Linked DNA regions of Gossypium hirsutum: regions 1, 2 and 3 are each linked to region 4. Evidence: chromatin contacts called from public Hi-C data. All regions are on one chromosome and are shown on one strand. The core of a region is the stretch at or near the end of the contact, and the rest is flanking DNA. Distances in the headings are between cores, read along the strand shown.

Region 1 (2,906 bases), core at 17-2,516, 390 kb before region 4:
ACCAGTGAGATGGTTGTTTGATAATTGGAGATTAGTAAGATTATTGTATATTGGAGGAATGGGGCCTGACAAACTATTTTCACCAAGGAAAACTTCTGATAAGCTGCTCAAGTTTCCTATGGAAGTAGGGATTTGTCCAGAGAATGTGTTATTAGACAGATCCAATTGACTGAGAGATTTAAGCATCCCTACCTCTTTAGGTATCAATCCAAAAAACATATTCTGAGAAAGGCTAAGAGTAGTTAAGTTGGTCAAGTTTCCTATGGAAGTAGGGATTGGACTAGAGATTGAGTTATCAGCCAAAAGCAAAAAGTTGAGAGATTTAAGCATTCCTATCTCGCGAGGTATTGAACCAGAAATGGCATTTGTATCAAGCATGACACTAAATAACTTGGTCAAGTTTCCTATGGAATTAGGGATGACGCCACCGAGATTATTTTTCGAGAACTGGATCATGAAAAGTGATTTAAGCCCTCCAATTTCATTGGGAATAGAACCAGAAAGATGATTTCCATACAAGAAAAGATACACCAAGTTACTTAAGTTTCCTATAGATGCCGGTATAGGACCAGTTAAGCTGTTTCCTGACAAGTCCAACATATAAAGTGACCTCAACGTTCCAACTTGTTTAGGTATAAAACCATTGAGTCGGTTGCTGTTAAGGTCAAGCCTGTATAAATTATGCAATCTTCCTATAGAGGCAGGGATTGGACCACTTAGATAGTTACCATAGAAATAGATATTAGAAATTGTACTCAGATTTCCTATTTCTTGTGGAATGGGACCACTAATCTTATTTGCTATTAAGGAGATCAATTGAAGACTTCTCAACAAGCAAATTTCAGATGGGATATGTCCTGAGAAGTTATTGTATGACAAGTCAAGGAAGATGAGTTTGGAAAGGTTTCCAATGTGCGAAGGAATGGGCCCATACAATGAGTTGTTTCGAAGGTGAAGCCTAATCAAGTTAGGCAAGGAAAGGAAATTGAGATGGTGAAGTGTACCTCTCAATCTCAAATCATACTCTGCAAGGCTTAGATTGGTGACGCTTCCGGCATTGTTGCAAGTGATTCCAACCCAATTGCAATGGCTACTTCCGACCCACAAAGAAGAGAGAAAAGTTTGTGTGGTGTTGTCGAGGCTAGCTTTCCATTTTAAAAGAGTTTCAGCTTCCATGGAAGTTATGGAGGATGACGAAGAGAAAGCATGGAAAAATACAAAGATGAGGAAGAAGATGAGTTTGAATGGTACTAAGAAAGAAGCCATGGTATTGATAGTTGAAATTAAGGAGCTTGTGTGGTTAATTGTAATAAAAGGCTTTGGTTATTTATAACAGAAGATTGGTGCTGTTTCAATCACCATGAAGCTTCGACATCAAGTGGAAAAAATTGCAAGTTGTAGATATGACATGAAGGGATCTTTCACAATCTGTATTAATTATATTGTTCAAGACCTGCTGTTTGGACAGACTTAAGTCAAGCCTGTGCCTTACAAATTCTACCGTCGGGGATAGGCGATAAAGTCAATTTACTGGAGTTCCAATAATACAATTACTTGATTACCTAATAAAAATAAATTTGATTTTTTTTATGTTTATTTTCAATTTAATTATATTTTAAATTTTAATTAAATATGTTTTTTTAAAGGGAAAGTGCTTTTTTATTGATTTTAAGCTTACATTTATTTGTTTAATCAAAAAATAAATTTCATTTTTTATATTTTAAATTTAAATTTGAATTGAAATTTTTTATTATCAATTAAAAATGGAGTAAATTATCCTTATAGCCACTTTAAAATTAGGTCATTCCTATTTCGATCATCCAAAAAACTTTTTTTTTTGTTAATTTGGTCACTGCTAAAGAAATCAATCAAACTGATTACTCAAACATTAAGTCCATCTTTTTTTTTTCTTTCTTTCTATTGGGCTGAAACCCGAATTAAGCAACAAACAAGAATGAATGGAGAAAATTGGATGTAAATATTTATGTAGAAAAACTCGTCTAGAGAGAATAAAAAAACCACAGGTAAAGAAAACTTCACTAAAATGGCAAATAACCGAAGAAGAATAAAAGATGGAGGAAAAACAAAACAAGCCCTTAAATCCTAAAAAATACAAAGCTCACTAACTAAAAAACAAAATTCTTCTTACTTTCATTTGCTGAGTTGTTGAATCAATCTCTCCAGAGTTGCTAAAAGCTCTATTTATAGGTTGAAATTCGTGGGCTAATATGATTAAAATATTCCTAGAGTTATTAAAGTTCAACCTAGAAAAAATAGCAGAGTTTAACAAGGAGAAGAAACCCAATTTAGTAGGAAATATGTTGTTATGTCGTGACGTCATTTATCGGCTCGTTGAGACTTCACATGTCACATCATCGGGACGTCGGCTCTTCCTTATCATGGTGTCGACTCTATTTCGCCCAAGATGCGAGATACATTCCATACTTTCCTTATTCTTTTATCTTTTTCCTTATTTTTGCTATATCCTCTCCTTTTCTTCATCTTTTCCCTTTTCTAACCTAAAAATCCTAACAGTTGCCTCCCTTAATGATGTCATTGTTGCTCCTGCCAAGCATGAAAATTCTAAAATTTTGAGAGTGACCTCACAACTTTTGAGCTTTCTTTTTTAAATCTAAACCTATAGATCTAAAGAGGAGGCTTTGGGCTTCACTTTGGTGGTTTTGAATCGGCAATTTAGCGTCAGAGAAGACATCAAATGACAATAGTAAGAAGCGGTGATTGTGGGTAAGGATAAGAAAAACAAGAAAAATAGGGAAATAAAATAAGCGTCCTTTAAAGTTGTCCATTGACATGACAATGCTCAATAGCAGTGGTTTGATAGAGGAAGCGGGAGCTAAGGTTAGTAAGTTAGAAAGGAGAAGATGGAAAAAATAAGAAAGAAAGGA
Region 2 (2,913 bases), core at 210-2,709, 460 kb before region 4:
ACTTGCAGAGTTTGCCACATAGCTGGATGCAGAAGAACAGAACACACATCAATCAGAGCAATACCACTTGAAGACAGTTTCCATCGAAGACCAATGTTTCTTTTCTATGTTACCGTCAAGTTTTGAAGATCAAGAACACTATTTCCACTAAAAAAGACCAAAGCATACATTGCAAAAGAAATTTTCCTCAGTTTATGCTTTTACTCAGGCATGGAAAATTGTGTATCCTTGTCATGTTCATATATAGAAACATTCATGTATCTTTTTTGTGTTTTAATCTTGTTTTAGTTAATTTTCCATGCCAGTGTTCAATGTAAGCACAAATATACACATTTATCAAGCACTAATTGTTTAGACTACTACACTACTACCAAAATTCATTAAATCGACTGCAAGAAACAGCTAGAAATAACAGAACCTGCATCAAGAAGAAGACGCCCATGACGGCCATATGTTCACCGGATTGCACATGTTGAAACCCGACAAAGCGGATCTGCATTGCAAGCAACATTCCCAAAATATACATACAATTATATGCAACATATAATCTCATTGAATACCTCCCAGTAATCAAGAGCACCAGCACATAAAGTGGGATCAAGTTAATAATAAAAACATATCCTCCCCAAGCTGAAACCATGTAAAAATAACCAAACGCCGAAGCCAAGCTCCAAGCCAACGATCCCGTATTAACGGCCTTCACGAAGACATAAAACGTGAAAAGCAAAGCGAAAATGGCGACCCCTTCATTATCATAAGAACCAGCCACGGACCTGGATATGTAACCAGGACAAATGGCGATCAAAATGGCGGCGACAAGACCGGCACCGGAATCCCAGATTTCTTTCCCGAAGAAATAAGCGACGAGGGTCGTATTGGAAGCGAAAAACGGAGCTGTTAAAACGCAGACTTCGCGGATATGGACGGCGAAACGAAGGAAACGGAGGATGCGATAAATGAGAACGGCGGTCACCATGAGACCTGGGTAAAGGGTGCCGCCGACTATTCGGCCTAAAGGGTACCAGCTTTCATAGTCGAACCAATTCCAGAAATCGTAGAAGCCGTTCTCGGTGAGGTAAAGAGTGGTGCGATAATTGAAGTAGGGGTCAAATTCATGGATCATGGATTCATAACGGAGGACAGAGAAGAGACGAGTGATGAATGCCAAGATGTAGACGAGACAGAGGATGGAGACTCGGATCAAGAGTTCTTGTTGCTTGGTTTTGAGTTTGAAGGACTTCAACAGATCTGATGCGGATGCGGGCATGGTCGCCATAATTGATTTGCTGCAAATTCTGGGTTTGGTTTGGTTTGGATTTGGTTTTTCGCTTTTAAAGGATCATATGGAGGGAGTGGAGGAGGATGTAAATGTATGATTTGAGAACTCTCAAAACCCTTGAAAAACACTGGGACTTTCAGTGATCTAAAGTAGTTGTCGTCTCAGTCTATAGTTTCTTTGAGTTCTCATAGGTCTCACAGTTATGCGATATTTGGGTCAGTTAATGTTTAATTGGGCTTTTTGTACTTTGTTTTGGTCCAAATTTTAGTTCTTGTCTTGCTTGTTGTTATGACTTCATTGTTTGTTTGCATATTTGAACGAGCACAACTCGTACAAATCTCACATCTTATATGTATATACATACAAGAGGATACACGGTGACTCAATTTTTAATAAGTTTACATTTTGATCACTCGATTTTAAAAAGTTACAAATTGAAAATTGAATTATTTAAAAAGTTACAAGTTGATCACAAAGCCATTAAGGGCCCTTTTGCATAGGTGTTTACCTCCATTGCGGTGCATTTAATTTTCTTTTTGTCTCACGCTACAATATTGTTACAATATCTAATCTCACTACCACTATTGTTTTGACACTAACCGCAGGTAAATAGGAGCTTAAGTTGCTAACGAACATCAATTGTAGCCATTAACTCATTGTTCATTATAAGGTAAACTATACTTAAGGTCATTCAACTATTAGTAAGTTCACATTTTGGCTACTCAATTTCAAAATTTTTAGTGTTTCACAAACTTCCCTCACAATTGTATTCCAGTGATCTCACCACCATTCGATCTCCTCCTCTGACGAAGAAACACATCGAACTAGAGCTTTTTCTTTCCTCTTTCAACTTTATGGTCTAATTTTTCTTGAAATGGCTTGAAACTTTGTTGACTTAAACCCGAAGCCCTAATGGAGAAGCTCTCCGATCTCCATCCACCATCACCAAATGGTCGCCTAACTCTAATATGTTCATTTTTTCTAGTAAGACTTTCTCTTTGACTTTTTTTTTAGCTTCCTTCTCTTAGAACTTTTTGACTAACTCCTGATTGAATTTGGTATGTTTGAGTCTTCATATTTTATATTTTTATTCTTTTTTCACTAATTTTATTATATCCATTTGTTTTCGTATGCCCTATTTGGGGCTCATTAAAATAAGAGACTTTCTTTTTGTTTTATTTGTATTCTTGTTTGCTTCGATTGTGATTGTAGTGATATTTGGTTGTTGGTTTGAGGTAAGGGTGTGTGAATAGCTTGATTGTGGATTTTTCTTAGGTTATGGTTTTGGCTGAAGGGTAAATGATGAGTAGGTTAAGAATGAAGAGTTGCTGAGTTGGTTGGATTAGAGGTGAGGCATGGTGTCGATAATGACTTTGTAGGACTTGGGGCTTGAGTTGTTGTTGGTATTGTTTGGATTATCAAGTTAGTGAGTAGTGGTGCAAAGATTGAGAGACCAAAGTATAAACTTGTAAAGTTAGTTCAGTGAGCAACTTGTAACTTTTTAAAATTGAGTGACCAAATTATAAACTTATTAATAGTTGAATGATCAAATTATAAACTTTTCGGTCCTACATTTGACATATGTTCTCAACTTAATAGCTCAATTACTTAAATGATAACTTTTGAATAGTTCT
Region 3 (3,119 bases), core at 188-2,687, 280 kb before region 4:
AGAAAACCTGCAATACCAGTTATACACTAGAAGCAGGTTTGATTGATCAATTTCCATAGAAACCACCCCAAAATAAGCTTTAAACCTCATTCTCAATGTGAAAAACAATTTTATTTGCAGCACAAATTATATATGATTAATACAAATGGTTCATTTTGATATGCAAAATAATCCTCATTCACCATCAACAGCCACTGTATCATCTGGCTAGAGTACAAGAATTATTCAAGATGAAAAAACAAGAGGGTTAAACCTTAGCTTTCTCCATGCCATTCAAAGGACTTCAAACTCAAAACAGCTTATCGAAAGATTACATCAATGGACATTCAAAACAAGTTTAAACTGTTCCATTTACGACTTCGTAGCAACATACGGAACAAGCCAGAGTAACTGGCACACAAAGCACTAGAAAGTAAAAAAGACAATACTAGAACAATTGTTCACGAAGCTATTGAAATCCCAGTTTAATCCAAACATTTCATTTCAGAAAAACTCATCAGCATTCTCCAAATTAATCTTCGAAAATATACCATCAATAAAGCTCTTCTTAAATCTCATTTCCAGTCCCCCTCTTGATCAGAGGAGAGCACAATGAAGGCAACTCATGAAATAAATCTGATTCAACAGCATAATTTAGCATTCCCGTTAAATATAAAGACATCGAAATCGAAACTACTTCCCCAAAACAATAAAAAAATAAAAATATCCAACCTTTTCCATCACAATCCTACATCAACTAAGCTTAGATTAAACTCAGATTTCAATAGGATAATCACCATTCCTTGAATAATCTTATTTTTCATTTTTTTAATTTCTCTTAATTCAAATTAGCTATAAATTTTATTTATTTCCAGAAATTAAGTGCAAGCAATACAATATTTTCCTAACCCTAGGAAAGATGCAATTTCCCAAAAGTTTAACAAATCAAAAAATAAATTAAATAAAAAGGATCTAAAACGGAGAGATTGGGGAACGGACCTTAGGGTTAGTAACATGAGAGTTCTTACGGATCTGGGAGGAGATGGAAGAACGGAGCTCGGATTTGGTGACGACGTCGTCTAGGTTATAGATATCCATAATAGTGGGGATTGACCGACAAGCTTGTCTGAAGAAATCGAAGACCCGGCTCTTTGCTTCTTCCAAACTCGCTGAGTTGGGCGGTACTTTCACACTCCTCAATGTGAATGCCATTTTGGGTAATCTGAGTTCAAACTCGACTCGACTCGTTCAGTGACTCTTGAGTCAGGAGGTGAGAGGGATAATGTGGGAGGAAATGAACTTAGTACACCTGTTATCAATGTGAAGACTCCAGAAGCCCAAACGCTGTCGTTTTACTGCAGTAGATCAGCCATAGATAATAGATGGACTGAGTTTTTGAGCCGGGCTTTAGTTAAGATTTTCAGTCTCAACTCTAAACCCGGTTTAAACCCAACTTAAACTCATTCTTTTTATTACATAAATAATCATTTATAAATACATCTAATTTAGTTTAAAATATATTTTGTAAAAACTAAAATATCAGTATAAAAGATTGCATTAGCTCAATATATAATTCAATTCGTTAAATGCCTTTTTTTTTTGGAATAAATATTAATAATGCCAAAAATTGTACTAAGATTTTTAAATTGAAAAAAGTGAAAAAAAATAAATTTAAAATTTTTTTAGTATAAAAACTAAATATCAAGTACAAAATATTTTGAGATAAAATCAATTGTGCAATATTCATAATCAAAGATTTGATATCAATTTTAATGTTTAAATATTAAATTCATATAAATTTGATTAAATATAGTTGATATAAATCAAAGAAATCATATATTCAAATCTCATTAAATTCTGTATAAAAGTCAAATAGATGGATCTTAGAGTAAATAAGTTCTAAAATTTTTATTAAGTCTTAACTTGTCAATACAGAAGAATGTGAGTTCGGATGTGCTAAAGTGCATTATACTCTTATTTATGGATTGGGGAAGGACTAGTCATTGCCTCAAAAAGAGCAGATATAATCGGAACCTATAATGAGATTGTTAAAAAAAACTAAAAGTTTTACAGCAATTTCATTTATGGGTAGTCTTCCTCAGCAAATGTGTTAAATGAATTACTAGTTTTACATTTCCCCACACTCAGCTATAATGCATGGTAATTTCGGCCGGTTGTTTGGTCCTGTAGCCACATTCTCGATCTTCCGAACAACGAGAAGACAATCTCCAAGTACCCTCTGCGCAATCACGGACGAAATAATTCTTCGTCATTTCTATGAATATTATTCGACTTTCAAAAATTGGGGAAATCCAAAATCCGGATGTACTCTGCACTAAAAGGTTAGAGAACATACCCCGAATACAACATGCTTATTATCAAGCCACTCACATTTCGCGCACGTGATAAAAAACTGCAGTCAATAAAGACCAAAATCAATATACGCGATAGTTCATAACAGTAGACAACCATACTGACAGTGCTCGAAGAGTTTGTGACAACAATACTTCCATCAAATCCCAATTCACCTGACTGGAAACTTGCAGACGGATACATGTCTCTAAGCATAGATATGGTACAAATAGAAAATTCTATTATCTCGCCTTTAATATGAGACACTTGATCATTACTCATACTGTGTGCATTAATGGAAATCGGCATTTCTTTTTAAATGCACCAGATAGCAGATGTGTGTGTATGCAAGCAAGAAATAGAAATTGAGTAGGTTACCTGACAACCATTGGTATTTGGACCACTGTTTGCCTGCAACATAAAAGGTAAAACAATATACAACTTTAGCAGAATTTCACTGAAGGTTTCCACATCCTAGTACCTTTACTGGTCAACGGTATATTTCTTTCTCCCTCCATTGTGAGACTTCGTCTCCCAGACTCGGGTGTCAATGTAAGATACAAGTATGTTCAGTTTTTTTAAAAGTTTTTCCAAGTATTTGCATAGTCATGTCCAAATATGTGCCAAACACGGGTATTTCAAGAAAAAACAAAGAGTTGAAGAAACGACTGTGTGAATGTTTCACATATATGTGTGTATGGCTACTCAAACATTATATAAAAAAACAGCATACCATTGATAGAAGCCCAGGACCAGTGTGCTTGGCAATGAAATTTTCATCTTCAAAC
Region 4 (3,015 bases), core at 201-2,700:
TTCTTTTAAATTAACACTAAATCTAAGTAATTTAATAAAAATAAAATTAAATAATTATAATGTCAAAATGTAAAATAGTATCTAAATATTAAATGAGTCACCAACTAACTAATTTCATTTTTAGTGTACAAATATGATTTTATTATACTTACCGCTTTCATATATAACAAATGAATGTTTGTACTTTACTCACCGTCTTTAGTGTAATAATAAGTTGATGTCTTGTTAAAAAAACACTTCAAAATAATTATAAAAGAAATCCTTAAAAATAAATTCAGATAACAATTTGTTTAACGTAGAGACATCGCGTAATCAAAATGCAGAAATTAATATACACTGAAACAGCTCCGACATTGTTCTATAAATAGGCAATGTCTTTGATCACAATTATCAACCAAAAATCCATGGCTTCTTCCTCAATACCATTCGAACTCATCATCTTCTTCCTCTTCTTTGCATCTTCCCATGCTTTCTCTTCTAAAACCATACCCTCCAGGGAAGCTGAAGCTCTTCTAGAATGGAAAGCTAGCCTCCACAGCAACAGCCAAACTTTGCTATCTTCTTTGTGGGGTGGAAGCAACCATTGCAATTGGACTGGAATCACTTGCAACAGTGCTGGAAGCATCACCAATATGACCCTGAGAGGATATGAATTGAAATTGAGAGGTACACTTCACAATCTCAACTTCCTTCACTTCCCCAACTTGATTTGGCTTCAACTTCGAAACAAGTCATTGTATGGGTCCATTCCTTCACACATCGGAAACCTTTCCAACCTCAACTTCCTTGACTTGTCGTACAATAATTTCTCTGGAAATATCCCTTTAGAAATTGGCTTATTGAAAAGTCTTTATACGATCTCCTTACAGAACAATTCAATCACTGGTTCCATTCCACGAGAAATTTTGAACCTCACCAAGCTTCACCATCTGGACTTGGCACAAAATAATATCTTTGGAAGTATTCCTTCTGATATAGGAAGGTTGACTTCACTTTCTGTGCTTTTTCTTCACCAAAACCTTCTCACTGGTACAATACCTATTTCAATTGGAGACTTGCAGAATTTATCCCAAATTTACCTCGTTGGCAATAGGCTCAATGGTTCCATACCTAAAGAGATCGGAATGATTAGATCGCTTTGGCACCTTGATATTTCAGACAATTACCTAACTGGTCCTATCCCAACATGTATAGGAAACTTAAGTAACATGATATATCTCTATCTGTATGGTAATTATCTCTCTGGTTCTATCCCCAGTGAGATAGGAATGCTCAAATCGCTTTCCGTATTGCAGTTGTTGAAAAACAATCTCACTGGTGTCATCCCTGTTTCCATAGGAAACTTGACTAACTTGGACAATCTTGAGCTTGATTCTAATGGGCTTTCTGGTTCTATCCCCAGTGAGATAGGAATGCTCAAATCTCTTTTCGACTTGCAGTTGTCGGAGAATAATCTCACTGGTGTCATCCCTGATTCCATAGCAAACTTGACTAACTTGGACAATCTTGGGCTTTATTCTAATGGGCTTTCTGGTTCTATCCCAACTTCCATGGGAAACTTAAACAAGTTGTCGATACTTACGGTTTTTGAAAATAGTTTATCAGGCCTTATTCCTCAAACTATGAACAATCTTAATCGTTCAAGAATATTAGACTTATCATACAATCATCTTAGTGGTTCATTACCTGAGAATGTGTGCCTGGGGGGATTGCTAAATCATCTTGCAGCTATCAACAATAATTTGACCGGTTTGATTCCATCAAGTTTGAGAAACTGTACTAGCTTATACAGATTTAGGCTTGAAGGGAACCACTTAACGGGGAATATATCAGAATCCTTTGGTATATATCCAAATTTGGATTTTATTTCATTAAGCAACAACAACATTTTCGGAGAACTTTCTCCAAATTGGGGACAATGCCATAATCTAACAAGCCTACAGATCTCCAATAATAACATTTCTGGAAAGATTCCATTCGAGTTGGGACATGCAACCCAATTACAAGAACTTGATCTCTCTTCCAATCATCTAAATAGTGAGATTCCGAAGGAACTGGGAAAGTTGACAATGATGAGCCGCCTTTTTCTAAGCGGTAACCAATTTTCTGGCAAAATTCCATCAGAGATAGGACTTCTTTCAAAACTCGAACAACTTGACTTGGCATCAAACAATTTTAGTGGGCCTATTCCTGATGATCTTGGAAATTGCGTCAAGTTATTCAACTTGAATTTGAGCAAGAACAACCTCGAAGAGAGCATTCCATCTTCAATAAGCTACATTAATGCTCTTCAAAGCCTAGATTTGAGTCAGAATTCACTTATTGGAGGTATCCCACAACAGTTTGGAAAATTACAGTCCTTGGAAGTATTGAACCTTTCTCACAATATGCTCGACGGTTCCATCCCGGAAGCTTTTAATAATTTGCATGGTTTGAGAATTGTGAACATATCTTTCAATCAATTTGAAGGTCCTATTCCAAATCTTAAGGCTTTTCATGAGGCATCGTTTGATGCCTTGAGAAACAATAAAGGCCTATGTGGTAATGCCACAGGACTAATGACTTGTGCTCCTTCTTTTCTGGCCAACCATGGTCATGGAAAAAGGACAAAAGTCATCATTTCAGTTATCCTTCCACTCTTTGGCAGTTTATTTTTGCTATTTTTATTGGTTGGAAGTTTCTTTACTTTCTGCAAAAAGACTCAAACCAATGAATCACAGCCAAAGGAGGAACAACAAGGAGATATTTTTACTGTTTTGGGTTTTGATGGAAGAATACTCCATGACCACATCATTGAAGCCACTGAAGATTTTAGCTCTGACTATTGCATTGGTTCAGGAGGATATGGAAGTGTTTATAAAGCTGCATTACCAACTGGTCAGGTGGTTGCTGTGAAGAAACTTCACCAATCTGAAGACAACATACTCATCAACAACTTAAAAGCCTTTGAAAGCGAGGTTTTGGCTTTATTAGAAATAAGGCACCGTAACATTGTGCAGATGTATGGTTTTTGTT

Evidence for each region. Hi-C and Micro-C count contacts between places; a contact is called where the count stands out from the background.
Region 1: a contact with region 4 is called in a Hi-C map of leaf, with 1.8 times the contacts expected there. The contact joins the promoter of LOC107895432 here to the enhancer-like site in region 4. A contact is called at or near these places in 3 of 34 Hi-C or Micro-C datasets (all in leaf).
Region 2: a contact with region 4 is called in a Hi-C map of leaf, with 3 times the contacts expected there. The contact joins the promoter of LOC121207615 here to the enhancer-like site in region 4. A contact is called at or near these places in 3 of 34 Hi-C or Micro-C datasets (all in leaf).
Region 3: a Hi-C map of leaf shows a contact between it and region 4, with 2.7 times the contacts expected there. The contact joins the promoter of LOC107896380 here to the enhancer-like site in region 4. A contact is called at or near these places in 11 of 34 Hi-C or Micro-C datasets (callus, hypocotyl, leaf and 1 more).

The regions. Positions count from the first base shown.
Region 1 is chrA10:106,829,574-106,832,479 of Gossypium_hirsutum_v2.1, reverse strand. LOC107895432 (probable leucine-rich repeat receptor-like protein kinase At1g35710) reads right to left here and starts at 1,266. Exons shown (of 1, transcript XM_016820715.1): 1 at 1-1,266. The coding sequence starts at 1,266.
Region 2 is chrA10:106,903,687-106,906,599 of Gossypium_hirsutum_v2.1, reverse strand. It overlaps LOC121207615 (dolichyl-diphosphooligosaccharide--protein glycosyltransferase subunit STT3B), which reads right to left and starts at 1,459. Exons shown (of 7, transcript XM_041077968.1): 1 at 419-1,459. The coding sequence starts at 1,276.
Region 3 is chrA10:106,718,962-106,722,080 of Gossypium_hirsutum_v2.1, reverse strand. It overlaps LOC107896380 (NADH dehydrogenase [ubiquinone] 1 alpha subcomplex subunit 6), which reads right to left and starts at 1,437. Exons shown (of 2, transcript XM_041077964.1): 1 at 979-1,437. The coding sequence starts at 1,191. LOC121207611 (peptidyl-prolyl cis-trans isomerase CYP22) reads right to left here. Exons shown (of 8, transcript XM_041077963.1): 5 at 3,065-3,119; 6 at 2,710-2,742; 7 at 2,336-2,392; 8 at 2,004-2,218. The coding sequence ends at 2,108.
Region 4 is chrA10:106,443,151-106,446,165 of Gossypium_hirsutum_v2.1, reverse strand. It overlaps the pseudogene LOC107896366. Among protein-coding and RNA genes, the nearest start is that of LOC121207608, 9.8 kb to the left of the region's middle. Within about 2 kb of position 1,450, at least 7 of the 9 cell types and tissues checked have an H3K27ac peak or open chromatin away from gene starts, as enhancers often do. A contact at or near this core is called in leaf, where this site is marked.